Linked DNA regions of Mus musculus: all the other regions are linked to region 3. Evidence: chromatin contacts called from public HiChIP or PLAC-seq data. All regions are on one chromosome and are shown on one strand. Each heading gives the region's core, a stretch centred on a gene start, on an enhancer-like site or on the middle of the called end of the contact. The rest is flanking DNA. Distances are from core to core; before and after follow the strand shown. Region 1 overlaps Aak1 (AP2 associated kinase 1). Region 2 holds the start of Snrnp27 (small nuclear ribonucleoprotein 27 (U4/U6.U5)). Region 3 holds the start of Anxa4 (annexin A4).

Region 1 (3,962 bases), core at 211-2,710, 110 kb after region 3:
TTCTTTAAGGAGGAGGCTAGACTGTTAATGGATCCTTCCTCCGTGTGTGTGTGTGTGTGTGTGTGTGTGTGTGTGTGTGTGTGTGTGTGTGTGTGAAATAACACTGAGAACATTAGTGCTTTTCTTGAAGTAGGTTGTTAGGTTGTGGGGGGGAGGAAATTGAAGCAGCTTTTGAGGGTGCCTGAGCAGATGTTTCTTATTAGCTTGGTTATCTATCAGTGGGGGAAGGTTAATGAAGCTGTGAGGTGCGTTACACTCTGGTGTAAAGCTGGGTGGTCAAGGGAAGAAGAGACTCTGCATCTACCTTGAGAACTAGCTGAGAAGTTTTCATTCAAGAGAAAGCAAAGCCAGGCATGCGTGACAGACATATGGAAGACTGTGATAGAAGGAAGCTCGGGAGTTCAAGGCTAACTTGAGAGAGGGCAGCAAATTGGCTTTGAGGATAGATAGAGATTGAGGGAGGGAGGGAGGGAAGGAGGAAAGAGACCCACCTTTTATATATATGTAGATGTGTTCATGTGAATGGGACCATGTACATTTTGATGCAACAGGTCAGTGTTGGTGTCTTTAATCATTCTTCATGTCTTCTTCTTCTTCTTCTTCTTCTTCTTCTTCTTCTTCTTCTTCTTCTTCTTCTTCTTCTTCTTCTTCTTTTTCTCCTCCTCCTCCTCCTCTTCCTCCTCCTTCTCCTCCTCTTCCTCCTCCTCCTCCACCCCCCCCCGCCCCCCCACTTTGAGTCAGGGTTTCTTACTGACCCAGAAGCACATCAGTTCATCTCGGCCAGCTGGCTAGTAAGCTCAAGGGACCTGCCTGTTCCTACCTCCAGTGCAGGAATTACACACCACTGCACCCAGACCTTTAAAGACATGGGTACTGGGATTTCAAGTCAAGTGCTCATGTTGTGTAACAGTGACTACTGAGTGAGCCATCTCTCTAGCCCGGAGGGCTCCTTTTGAAAATGTGTTTTGGACTGTGGTTGAAAAAGAAAAATGTGTATTTTGAAATAGAAAACAAAAAACCTGCAAAAAAAAAAAAAAAAAAAAGACAAACTGAAGTCAACTTAAAATTGAAACTGCCATGTTTGGAATCCCTGCTGAGCCTTTGATGGGATTTAGGGCCAAGGATAAAAAACAAAATCATAAGATGTCAGGAAGGTGAAGGGACACTGTCTGAACCTTCTGTTTGGTTTGGCCCTCAGGTTGTAAGGGAGATGTTGTCTTGTCAGCTGCAGGGATACTGCCCACTACTGTAGTGCTTGTCTGGTGAACACAGGGCATTAGGGTTTCATTGCTGTGAAGACACCGGGACCAGATCAACTCTTAGAAAGGAAGACATTTAACTGGGGCTGGCTTACAGATAGAAGGAGCTGAGAGTTCTGTCTGAAGGCAACAGAAGGAGACTGTGCCACGCTGAGTGTAGCTTGAACACAGGATACCTCAAAGCCTGCCCCCACGGTGACACACTTCCTCCACAAGGCCACACCAACTCCAATAAGACCACACCTCCTAATGCCACTGCTTATGAGCCAAGCATTTAAACACATGAATCTTTGGGAGCCATACTTCTTCAAACCACCACAGGGAGTGGCTTAAGAGGGAGCCCTCCAGTTTCCTGAGCACCCCAGGAAGCCTTCTACTACAAATTGACTTTACTTTTAGGTTTTGAAAATGGCTGATGTTGAGAAAATCAGTGATTGGAGTGAAGGGGAACACCTGCAGGAAGGGATGCTCTTAGTTTCTTCCCGTAGCTCAGGGCCTCTGGTTAGTGCCCCTGTGCAGAGTTCAGGAGGTAGGGCTATATATTTCACATTCCAGAAAACTCATCAAATTATGGCAGATGCTCCAAAAGTCAGGGTCCCCCCCCCCCCTCTGCCAGCTCCACATTATTATTATACTGATAAAAAACTAGGTTTCTGGAAAAGCTTGGTGACGTGCCCAGGGCTAACTTGCCTTTTATGAAGTTGTCCCAGAACTAGAATTCCTGACTTCCAACTCTTTGTTCTTTCTGTTGCCCCTTGGTATATCTCACATGGTGATAGATGTGTTTGAAAGAGTGCCAGGACATCTGGGTAACATGGTTACATGGGACACCTCAGTATGTCTTCTAGCCCTAGTAATATTAGACGTTAGACCGCAGTGTTATTTTCTGCATGTTTGCAAAGACTTTTGGATATAAAACTTTATTTCTACAGCCGATTTGCCTCTAATTATTTCTTTGACCACTATATTGGGGCCTTTGGAAGTAACTCTAAGGTAACCAATTTCTTTTACCTCCCTGCCATTCGAACTAGATTAAGCAGGCATCTGGCAGAGAGTTCTCTGTTTTGTAGAATATTGAATAGCCACTTAAAATGTGGATTGTGTTTTTTTCTTCAGTGGCAAGCATTTTTTAGGAGAATAGGAATTTGCAAAGTCATTAGCTCCCTTTTACAAACAAAAAGAGCCATCATAGACTTTCTCACACCTCCCTGCTCTGGTCATTTGTTTATTCAGAAGCATGGTGTATGGCTTTCAGGGTCTTAAAACCAAGAGATACAGTGTTCTTAATATACTCAAGCTTTTACAACTGCTTCCACCCTGGAGCAATCATCCCCTTGTCCCCTAACTGGTGATGATCTTTGTATCTAGAGGACTTTTTAAAAAAGTATTCATCCCACGCCCCTTTCAGTTCTAGATTAGTATCAGGCTGCTTATGAGGGATTTCATCAGCTCTGCAGGGTATACTTTGTGTACTGGAGAATTGGTAAGTGGCTTGTGAATCTAGAAGCGTTTGAAAGAACCAGGGTTTTGTTGTTGTTGTTTTGCTGAAGAAAACACACACAAATATTCAATCTGATATTATAAGAAGGATTAATTTTATTTCCTGAAAATAGGAAAGGAGGATGGGAGAGGAACTCTGTAAGGGGGAACCTTGAAGGAGGTGACATCTGGGATGTCAATAATTAAATAATTAATTTAAAAGAATAGTGAAAATAATTGTTTAAACATGTTCAAAACATGTTGAAATGATCTGGCTCAAAATATGTTGAAAATGGTCTGAGACACCTATACCAAGTGAGATCTACTAAATTGTAAAGAAATGTTTTAATTGGGCTTAAAAAACACATTAAAATGTAAATGAGCTGAAAATTAACTATAATAAAAATTTTAGGCTAAAGTTGATACGAATAAACATTTGAGGTTAAAATATATTATTTTTATTTGCTTCTAAACTTAACATCTTTTAAAAGCTTCAAGATTTTAAAATATGTACTTTCCTATCCTTGGGCTAGAAATAACCCATTTTCCCATTGATTAAGCATAGGAAAAAAACACTTTGAAAAATGTAGTGCATTAATGCCCTAGACATGCAGTAAAGTTGGCCTGCTTTCATCTTCCACTTTTACTGATGTAAGCTGAGTGACTGAGCACATCCACATGCCCTAACTCAGCTGTGGTGGCACATGCTTGTCATCTCTGCATTCAGAAGGCTGAGCCAATAGGGTTTTTCTTGAGTTCCAGGTCAGTGTGGCCTATATAAGCAGCCCTGTCTAAAAATCAAACAAACAAACAACTCAAAAGAACAAACAAACCCTCTAAGACAAATGTGTTAATTAAGGCTCTTGATGGTCATGAGAAAGTTATTCTACTTAATGAGACTTAAAAGTGGGTGGGAGGTGGGGGAAGGACAGGACAGTGTGAAGGACTGTTGGGAAGGTCTGCTGTTAGGAAGCAGAGCCAGCCGTCAGGAGTCTGGTCCCAGTGCCTTGAGTATCCCTACAGTTTTCTCTTTTTTTGCTGGCTTGCCCATGCAGTCGGCATGGTACTCTGAAGCTCCTGTTCTTCCTTGCTGCTGGGTTCTGCTGCCAGTAAAGATTTAGGCCACCCCATTCCATGCTCCAGGGGCAGAGAATCAGAGTGGCCCAGCTGTGATTAGCTGTCCCTAATGGTATTATTTAATTCACATGTGACTGGATGGTTGGG
Region 2 (3,768 bases), core at 1,036-3,535, 110 kb before region 3:
ACATGGGAGAAAAGTGACTCCCAAGTTATCCCTGACATTCACATGCACACCTGCACACTTTCAAATGCAACAGAAAATTTAAAAATGAACACACACACACACACACACTTCTAAATGCCTACTGATGTCTTTGAAGAGTTCGTCAGTCCCTGTGGGTCACCTGTTGCTGAGCACATACTTAAATTTCTTTACCAAATACCTTTCTAAGGGGATTTCATTCATCATTCCTGTTGCTCTTATAGACAATTCCCTAGGGCTAGAAGATTGGCTTAGAGGTTAAAAGCACTGGCTGCTCTTCCACAGGAAATGGGCTCTAGGACCTACAGCACAGCTCGCAACAGTCTGAAACTTGTTTCTGATGCACCAGGTACAGACATATATAAAGGCTAAACACCCACACACAGAAAATAAGACTAACATCTTTTAAAAGACTATGCTCTGATACACTGTAATTAAACTATTTGCCATGAGTAATGCTAGCTTTAGAATACTGTGTGATTAAACTCTGCCATTTCATAAAACCAGAGTCCCTTCTAAGTGATAAAGGCAAAGTCAAGGGCATCTCCTGGGCTCTTTGTTCTCCGCATCCTTGTAGACAAGTTTCTCAGTTTTTCTTTCTTTGTTTTGTTTAATTTTCTGTCTACACTCACCTGGAGCGTCTTCGGTGTGGAGATCTTGAGCGGCTCCTTCTGCGATCTCTCTCCCTGGACCTGGACCTTTCTCGGCGTCTTCTTTCTCGATCCCGAGATGTGGACCGGGACCGCCTACGTTCTAACAAACACAAAAATAGCAGAGCTAAAGGTTAATTTGAACACCTAGAGCTGTCATAATGAAGTATAATGCAAGCCACTACTAGTAGTCACAATGAACAGTTAAAAAAACAAAAAAGTCAGCTGAGCATGGTACTCAGGGAAGAGGCAGGCCCTTCTCAGTGAGTTCCAGGCCAGTCCACGAGCTCTAGAATAGGCACTGCTAAGTGACAGAGAAACCCTGTCTTAAAAAAACAAATGCTGGGCAGCGGTGGCACACGCCTTTAATCCCAGCACTTGGGAGGCAGAGGCAGGAGGATTTCTGAATTCAAGGCCAGCCTGATCTACAGAGTGAGCTCCAGGACAGCCAGGGCTACACAGAGAAACCCTGTCTTGAAAAACCTAAACAAACAAACAAACAAACCAAGAAGTAATTCTTGTGCATAGTGGCACACACCTGTAACACCAGGACTGGGGAAGTGGAGGCAGAAAAAGCAATCATTCAAGACCAACCCCTGTTATGGTAAGGCCCTGTTTGCCATGCATCTGTGAGGCACTAAGTTCAGTTCTCTTGATCTCTCTCTCTCTCTCTCACACACACACACCCCTACTAACATTTCAACACATAACATCACTTAAATTACTTTAAAGTCAAACAATGTGGTGTATTTTAAAATCACCCATATTTCGACCGTTTATACAATAGCCTAATATCCAATTAGATTATCTTTTCAGTCAGAATCGTATTTTTAAAACAAAGTTCTGTGTTTTCTGAAAGCATGGCTGTGTATGAGGCTATCCCCGCCCCCTTGTTTGCTCTACCATGTCTTGTACTAATTAGTAAACTGGCCAAAGTAAGGCATAATGCTACACAATAGGTATTTCCCAAAGGAAAACCAATCTATTGGACATTTACTGCACTTCGAAGGCTCAATTTGCTTGAGGCCCTGGTTGCCTAGTAAGATAATTGAGTATTAGTTGAAGGTGAGCCTTGTTCTAAACAACTAGAGACTAATTCTAATCCCTTAACATGGCTGAGGATACAGATATCCTCTGAGTTTCCCCAAAGTCCCACCTTACACGGCCTCAGTCCTATGCTCTCTGTCTTATGTACAGAAGACATTAGGATATGCGGTCTCAAATTCTAAACACTTCCAACTAAAGACCCAGGCAGGGCACCGACATTTAGAAAGCATCTGTGAGCCAAGGCAGGTTGAATGTTATGGAGGGTGACGTTAATTCTCACACCAATCCTTCACGGTAAAGTTACCTACGATGGTTACGGGGACTGGACAGAGAAAGGCAGGCTGACTTATGATGTATGCACGGTCCCCCAGGAGCTAAGCGAAGGGACTGTGGAACTCTAGTTCAGGGCAGGGCTGAGGAGAGCAGGTCCCGGCCTCGCCCCGTCCCGCACTCTCCCGGGCCTTCGAGGTTAAGGTCGTGGGTAGCACCTGACACCGTCCCTAGCCGTGAGACTTTCTGGACTCACCCCTACGCGGGGAGCGGCTACGACTTCGACCCATCGGAGTCCTCCTCCTCCTCCTCCGACCGCCCCGGAAACAACCCCACAACTTCCGGAGCAGCTGGAAGTTGATTTTTGCAGGCCGGCTGGAAACTAGCAGAGCGCGTGGCGAGGGTTCCGGCGGCTCCAGCAAACAGATGACTTAAGTCTTGCCCTGGAAGTCGCCCCAGGGCCTGAAGTTCCTGGAAGAACTGGGCGCTAATTCCGCTTCTTCAAGTTGAGATTTCTTTTTAAATCTTGTCGCGATTTACCCCTTTGTCCTGCTGGAGAACTCACCTGTGTATCGCTCCACCCAGCACAGTTCTCTCTTGTTTTCCCAGCGTTCCTCTACACGTATAAAATACATCACACCAATCCTTTCTTGTTGTGGTTTTTCGAGACAGGGTTTCTCTGTGTAGCTCTGGCTGTCCTGGAACTCTGTAGACCAGGCTGGCCTCGAACTCAGAGATCAGCCTACTTCTGCCTCCCAAGTGCTGGGATTGAAAGAGTGTCTTACAACGTCAGGCCACACGAATTCTAATCGGCATGAGCTGTTTTTGACTTTTGCATTTAATTCTTAAGTCAGCTTTATGTTGGCGCAAGTGACAGCACTGGGATTGCACCCTAAACTACTATGGCGGTTTGAGAGAGTTCGTTTTATTTTTGTATGTATGTGGGTGTCCCTTGTATTCCATGCAACTGGCCATTGAGAACCTGACAGTAGGCACTGAGAAAGTGAGCAGCAAACCCACTGCATTCTCCCATCTCTTCAGCCCCAACTACTGTTTTTTGTAAGTAAAAGGCTCCATCCTACTCCCGAAGGGAACCTCCCAAATGTTGCCGTAACCTTCAAAATGAAAGGCTTTATGAGCCGCGCGCTCGCGCACACACACAAGAACGCGGCTTCTTGCAGTAAAACATGTATACAGCGAGTGGGAAAGGCTGCAGCCTCTACTGATGGAACCAGTGCTCTTGCCAGCCTTTGACGGGCAACAGCTGAGGACAGGCTTCTAGAACAAAAACTTAGGAAGAGGCAGAAGAGGCTAGTTTTAGTTTGAAAACACTTGGTCCACTAGTCATCATGTTAAGGAAAAAAAAAAAAAGGTAAATAAATAGACTTTTGTACAGCCTCTTTTATACCTGATCCCAACTAAACTAGAATTTCCACCATGCGGCCTGACTTCCATATTTTTGAGATTATGTGTCAAGCCGTAGGAGAGCACTGGGAATCTCCTGTCACTTATAAGGAAGTTTTAGGGATAATCTTGGATAACCACTATGGACAGCTGAAGTCACTGTCCACAGTGCAAGAGGGGGATTTGAGGAAGCCAGAGCACTGTATTAGAGGTGTGAGAAGACAGCAAAGTGACATGGGGGCTATGGGTGATCAGAGACATATGCCCCCTTCTTCCCACCTCCCCTTGCCAGGCTTTGGATCTTAGGTAATGAAAACACTTAGCACAGCCTCTTCAAATTTTCAAAAGTGGCTGGAAAGTACGATGAAGTTAGTGTAAC
Region 3 (3,805 bases), core at 439-2,938:
GGGTGAGTGTACATGTGTGTGTGTGTGTGTGTGTGTGTGTGTGCCCTGAAATCAACAGAAAGCTGAGTTGACTGGCTTTGGCAAAATGGCCATCACTGAAGTTAGTGGCTCTCAAGTGGCTGTGGTAATCTCAATCTAGTTTTCAACCTCTCCTGCACACTCTTTACAAAAGCATTAAATTAATTAATTGTGTGTGTGTGTGTGTGTGTGTGTGTGTGTTCTCCAAGCCCACAATGGGGTGTCAGACACCCTGGATCTGGAGCTTCAGGCAGTTGGGAGCCATCTGGAGTGGGTACTGGGAGCATCGAGTGTTCTTGAACCAAGACCTCCAGCCCCTACCTACTACTCTTGTGTTGGTTTTGGTTTTTTGTTGGCTGGGTCTTTCTTTTTTTGAAGGCCAGATCTCGAATAGTCCAGACTACCCTCCAATATTACCCTGAACTACCGATTGTCCTGAAGTATGAGATTCTATTCCTTTTAAATCTAAAACGGGAAGCTTCCAAAAGGGTGTTGCTTGGGTTGGGACTGTCATTTTCTCCAAACTGTCCTCAAAGGCAAACGTACACCTGATTTATTTGGAGCCAAGGATAAAACCCAAGGCTTCTGGTGTGCTGGGGGCACGCTATCAACTGAATATATGCCTGGTCCTCTCTTCTTGTTCTTCTCTCCTCCGTTCTCTAGGGACTCACGGCCATAAATGGAGTTGCTTCCCACCTAAGGAAACAGTGAGTCTGGGAATGATGGGCAGAGGGATAGGTAACAACCGGCCATCCTATCCATCCTTCCACCATCCACTAAAGTGCCCAGTTTTAATGAAAGGCGCAGTTGCTTAAGGCCCAGAGTGCTCCTCCAGTAAATGGAGGCTTTCATACCCTTGAGGTGCACATTGAGCCAGCAAAGTGTTAAACCGCCAATTGTCTTAGGCGCCAAAGTCTCCAACTGGTCAAAGCACCGAGGACTAAGTTAAAATGTAGACACAGGCAGACACAGAATAAAAACTAAGAATAAGATGATTCCTGGGCGCCAGGCACTGTGTGGAGACCGTTCGCTACAAGAGAGGCGAGGAGCGCCCTAAGAAGACGAGAAAGCAAACTTACTTGCAAAAAGAAAAGGCAACACAAGTAGTGCTGGAGTGAGCTTCAGAGAATGTTAACTCAGTGGCTTATCCTCAGTGCGGAGTCCCGGGGGGGCTTTGACTCAGCAAAGGACTGCAGGAGTGCTGTGCACCGTGCGGCACTGCCTGCTCCTCCCCACGTTTCCCAGGTGGCTGCTCCGGTCCGGGACCTCACGCTTCCAGGGCGCGGAGCCAAGTGGCCCAAAGAACCCGCCTCTGGTCACAGCACCCGGTCCCTGAGCCCAAGATCCCCAGCCACAGTCTAGGACAACCGGCAGGAGCCCAAGATTCCCAGGTCCAAGCCTAGGACAGCGGGCGAGCCCAGGATCCCGAGGTTAAGTTCAGGTTTCCAGGCCCCAGCTGCGACCCAGCCTAGGATTCCCCAAATGAAGTCTAGATCTCCAGGTCCGAGCCTAGGACACCTGCCCGGAGCCTAGGACCCACACCCAGACCCCAGAGCCCGCGGCGGAGGTCCGGACCACTGCCCTAAGCCCCTTACCTCTGGTGCGGAGAAAGGCTCTAGACTACGGCGAATGCCACACCCTCGTCCCGGCCGATAGGACCCGCCCAGTCTCGGGGTGGAGACTGAGCCCAAGTTCCTGGTTGTCCCTTTGCCCACAGGAAAGTCCCTCCCCGGAGAAGCGCAGCTAGAGCACGAGAATCGCCCCCAGCACCAGGAGGGGCCTGAGGCAGATCACGCACTCGGCCTTTAACCCCACTGAGGACAGCGAGCCCACTCAGGACCCTGACCCTGCACAACCAGACTCCCAGGGTCTCAGCCTCGCGTCCTGCTGGGGTCGCACAACGTACTTGGGGCCTCGGCGCTCCAGTCTAGAGTGTAACTTGAAAAATCAGAACGTGACATCTGAGGACACAGTCCATGTCCTCCTTTCACATTATAACATACGTTCCAGAAAATTCTCAGCAGTTGCACGCCTCCCTTAAAGAAGACAGATGCAATCCTCAAAGTCAGGGGAAGGGTTCTCGGAGACAGGTACAGGTCACCGTTGGGACCGGGGTTAGAAGCAACTCTGGGTTTCCCACTAAACTTCCAACTGAAGCATTTCTTGGTTGCTAGCCAGCCTGGTTCTGGCTCCTTGCTGGACACGGAGGCACATGCCTCTTGCTACAAGGATAATGAATGCTTGAAGAACAGAGGCAGGTGCAGGCAACAGAGGCTCCACAGGCAACCTCCAATTTCATTTAACAAAGAATGGGTCGCTTTGGGCAGTGTTTGCTCTCTAGCCAACCAAAACCTAGGTGGTCATTATTTTAAATTGTATCAGCAACTGTAGCTAGAGGAGGTGGCTTATTGTGTGGTCAGGAGGAGGAAGGCTGAGGGGGTCAGGAGGAGGAAGGCTGATCTAGACTTGGGCCTGTTTTTTCATGTTCCAAAGTCTATATGTTTCTAAGCTTCCACAAGGGAAGACAAAATTAATCATGGTAATAGGAAGGACAAAATGAAGATTCAAGACTATTGTATCCTTTTAAAAGTAATTACATGCAGGGGAGGTGGGGTGGGGGGTGGATAAAGGTTAGTGTCTAGGAACTGTAGTTAGCCCACAGCTAAGCTGATCTTTATAGCAAGTGCAACCAGGCCACAGGCCTCTGATGTCACTTCTCCCAAAGTCTGCCCTAGCCCAGGTAGGGAAGCCACAGACAGAGGCTTTTACTATTACATATAAATACGTGTGCATTTTACTTATTTTATGTGTACAGATTTTTGTCTGTCTGTATGTCTACACACCAGCATAGGATCCCTTGGCTGCTGGGAATTGAAGACCTGTCTTCGGGGAAGACTCAGTGCTAGTCCCCACCTGAGTCTTTTATGGGAAACAAAGGCCAGGACTCCATCTGACCCAGGCTCATCTGGGATCTGAGGTCTGGGATCAGGGAAGGGCTGACCTCCAGTAGGAGTCTTGACTCTTTCTGAGCTCTGACAGGTGACATGCGACTTCTTCCAACAGATGGCAGGCTCTCCTGGGAATGCCCAGGAGTGCACTAACAGGGCATCTGCATCTTGTCTTACTTCTGGGGACCTGATCTAACCCAGAGCGACAAAACAATGAATAGAGCTGTTCAACTTAAGGACTCAGACTTCACACTAAAGATATCAAAATTAGGCACCACCAGGCACACACATGATGTACCTGCACACTTGCAGACAAAGTACTTGTATACATAAAGTAAAACAATAATTTTTTTATAAATATGAGAAGAGCGCCAGGCAGTGGTGGCGCACGCCTTTGATCCCAGCCCTTGGGAGGCAGAGGCAGGCAGATTTCTGAGTTCAAGGTCAGCCTGGTCTACAGAGTGAGTTCCAGGACAGCCAGGGCTACACAGAAAAGCCCTGTCTCGAAGAATATATATATATAAATGAATGAAAAGAGCACAGACTGCTCTTCTAGAGGATCCCAGGTTCAATTCCCAGCACCCACATGGTGGTTCACAACCATCTTTAACTCCAGTTCCAAGAGATCTAACAATCTCCTCTGGTCTCCATGGGCATCAGGCATGCAAGTGGTGCACAGGCATGCATGCATACAGACAAAAACACCCATACACATTTTTAAATACCAAAATAAATACACATATCTGTTAGATTTCAAGCCCAGAACAAATGGCCAAGTTACTTAACAGACGCTGGCTGCCATGTTCTCACTGCATCCTGCCTGTCCCGACCTGTGTCAG

Evidence for each region. HiChIP or PLAC-seq counts read pairs in DNA pulled down with a chosen protein or histone mark.
Region 1: a contact with region 3 is called in an H3K27ac HiChIP or PLAC-seq map of regulatory T cells, with 4 times the contacts expected there. The contact joins the enhancer-like site here to the promoter of Anxa4 in region 3. A contact is called at or near these places in 2 of 39 promoter capture datasets (3T3-L1-derived adipocytes and fetal liver), 2 of 15 datasets of contacts at CTCF or cohesin (both in the NIH/3T3 cell line), 5 of 484 Hi-C or Micro-C datasets (LSK cells, bone marrow-derived macrophages, extraembryonic endoderm stem cells and 2 more), 8 of 115 datasets of contacts at active chromatin or transcription factors (bone marrow-derived dendritic cells, bone marrow-derived macrophages, embryonic stem cells and 5 more) and 2 of 9 other capture datasets (liver and pancreatic islet).
Region 2: an H3K27ac HiChIP or PLAC-seq map of embryonic stem cells shows a contact between it and region 3, with 9 read pairs. The contact joins the promoter of Snrnp27 here to the promoter of Anxa4 in region 3. A contact is called at or near these places in 3 of 39 promoter capture datasets (the 3T3-L1 cell line, embryonic stem cells and hippocampal neurons), 1 of 15 datasets of contacts at CTCF or cohesin (stem cell-derived epiblast-like cells), 34 of 484 Hi-C or Micro-C datasets (the Ba/F3 cell line, the C10 cell line, the C2C12 cell line and 18 more), 6 of 115 datasets of contacts at active chromatin or transcription factors (bone marrow-derived macrophages, embryonic stem cells and pancreatic cancer cells) and 4 of 9 other capture datasets (adipose tissue, embryonic stem cells, liver and 1 more).

The regions. Positions count from the first base shown.
Region 1 is chr6:86,899,296-86,903,257 of GRCm38.p6, forward strand. All of the region lies in intron 1 of Aak1 (AP2 associated kinase 1), which reads left to right. Among named protein-coding and RNA genes, the nearest start is that of Aak1, 52 kb to the left of the region's middle. Within about 2 kb of position 1,461, at least 37 of the 459 cell types and tissues checked have an H3K27ac peak or open chromatin away from gene starts, as enhancers often do. A contact at or near this core is called in regulatory T cells, where this site is marked.
Region 2 is chr6:86,682,206-86,685,973 of GRCm38.p6, forward strand. Snrnp27 (small nuclear ribonucleoprotein 27 (U4/U6.U5)) reads right to left here and starts at 2,286. Exons shown (of 6, transcript NM_025665.2): 1 at 2,242-2,286; 2 at 651-771. The coding sequence starts at 2,275.
Region 3 is chr6:86,791,896-86,795,700 of GRCm38.p6, forward strand. Anxa4 (annexin A4) reads right to left here and starts at 1,689. Exons shown (of 13, transcript NM_013471.2): 1 at 1,614-1,689.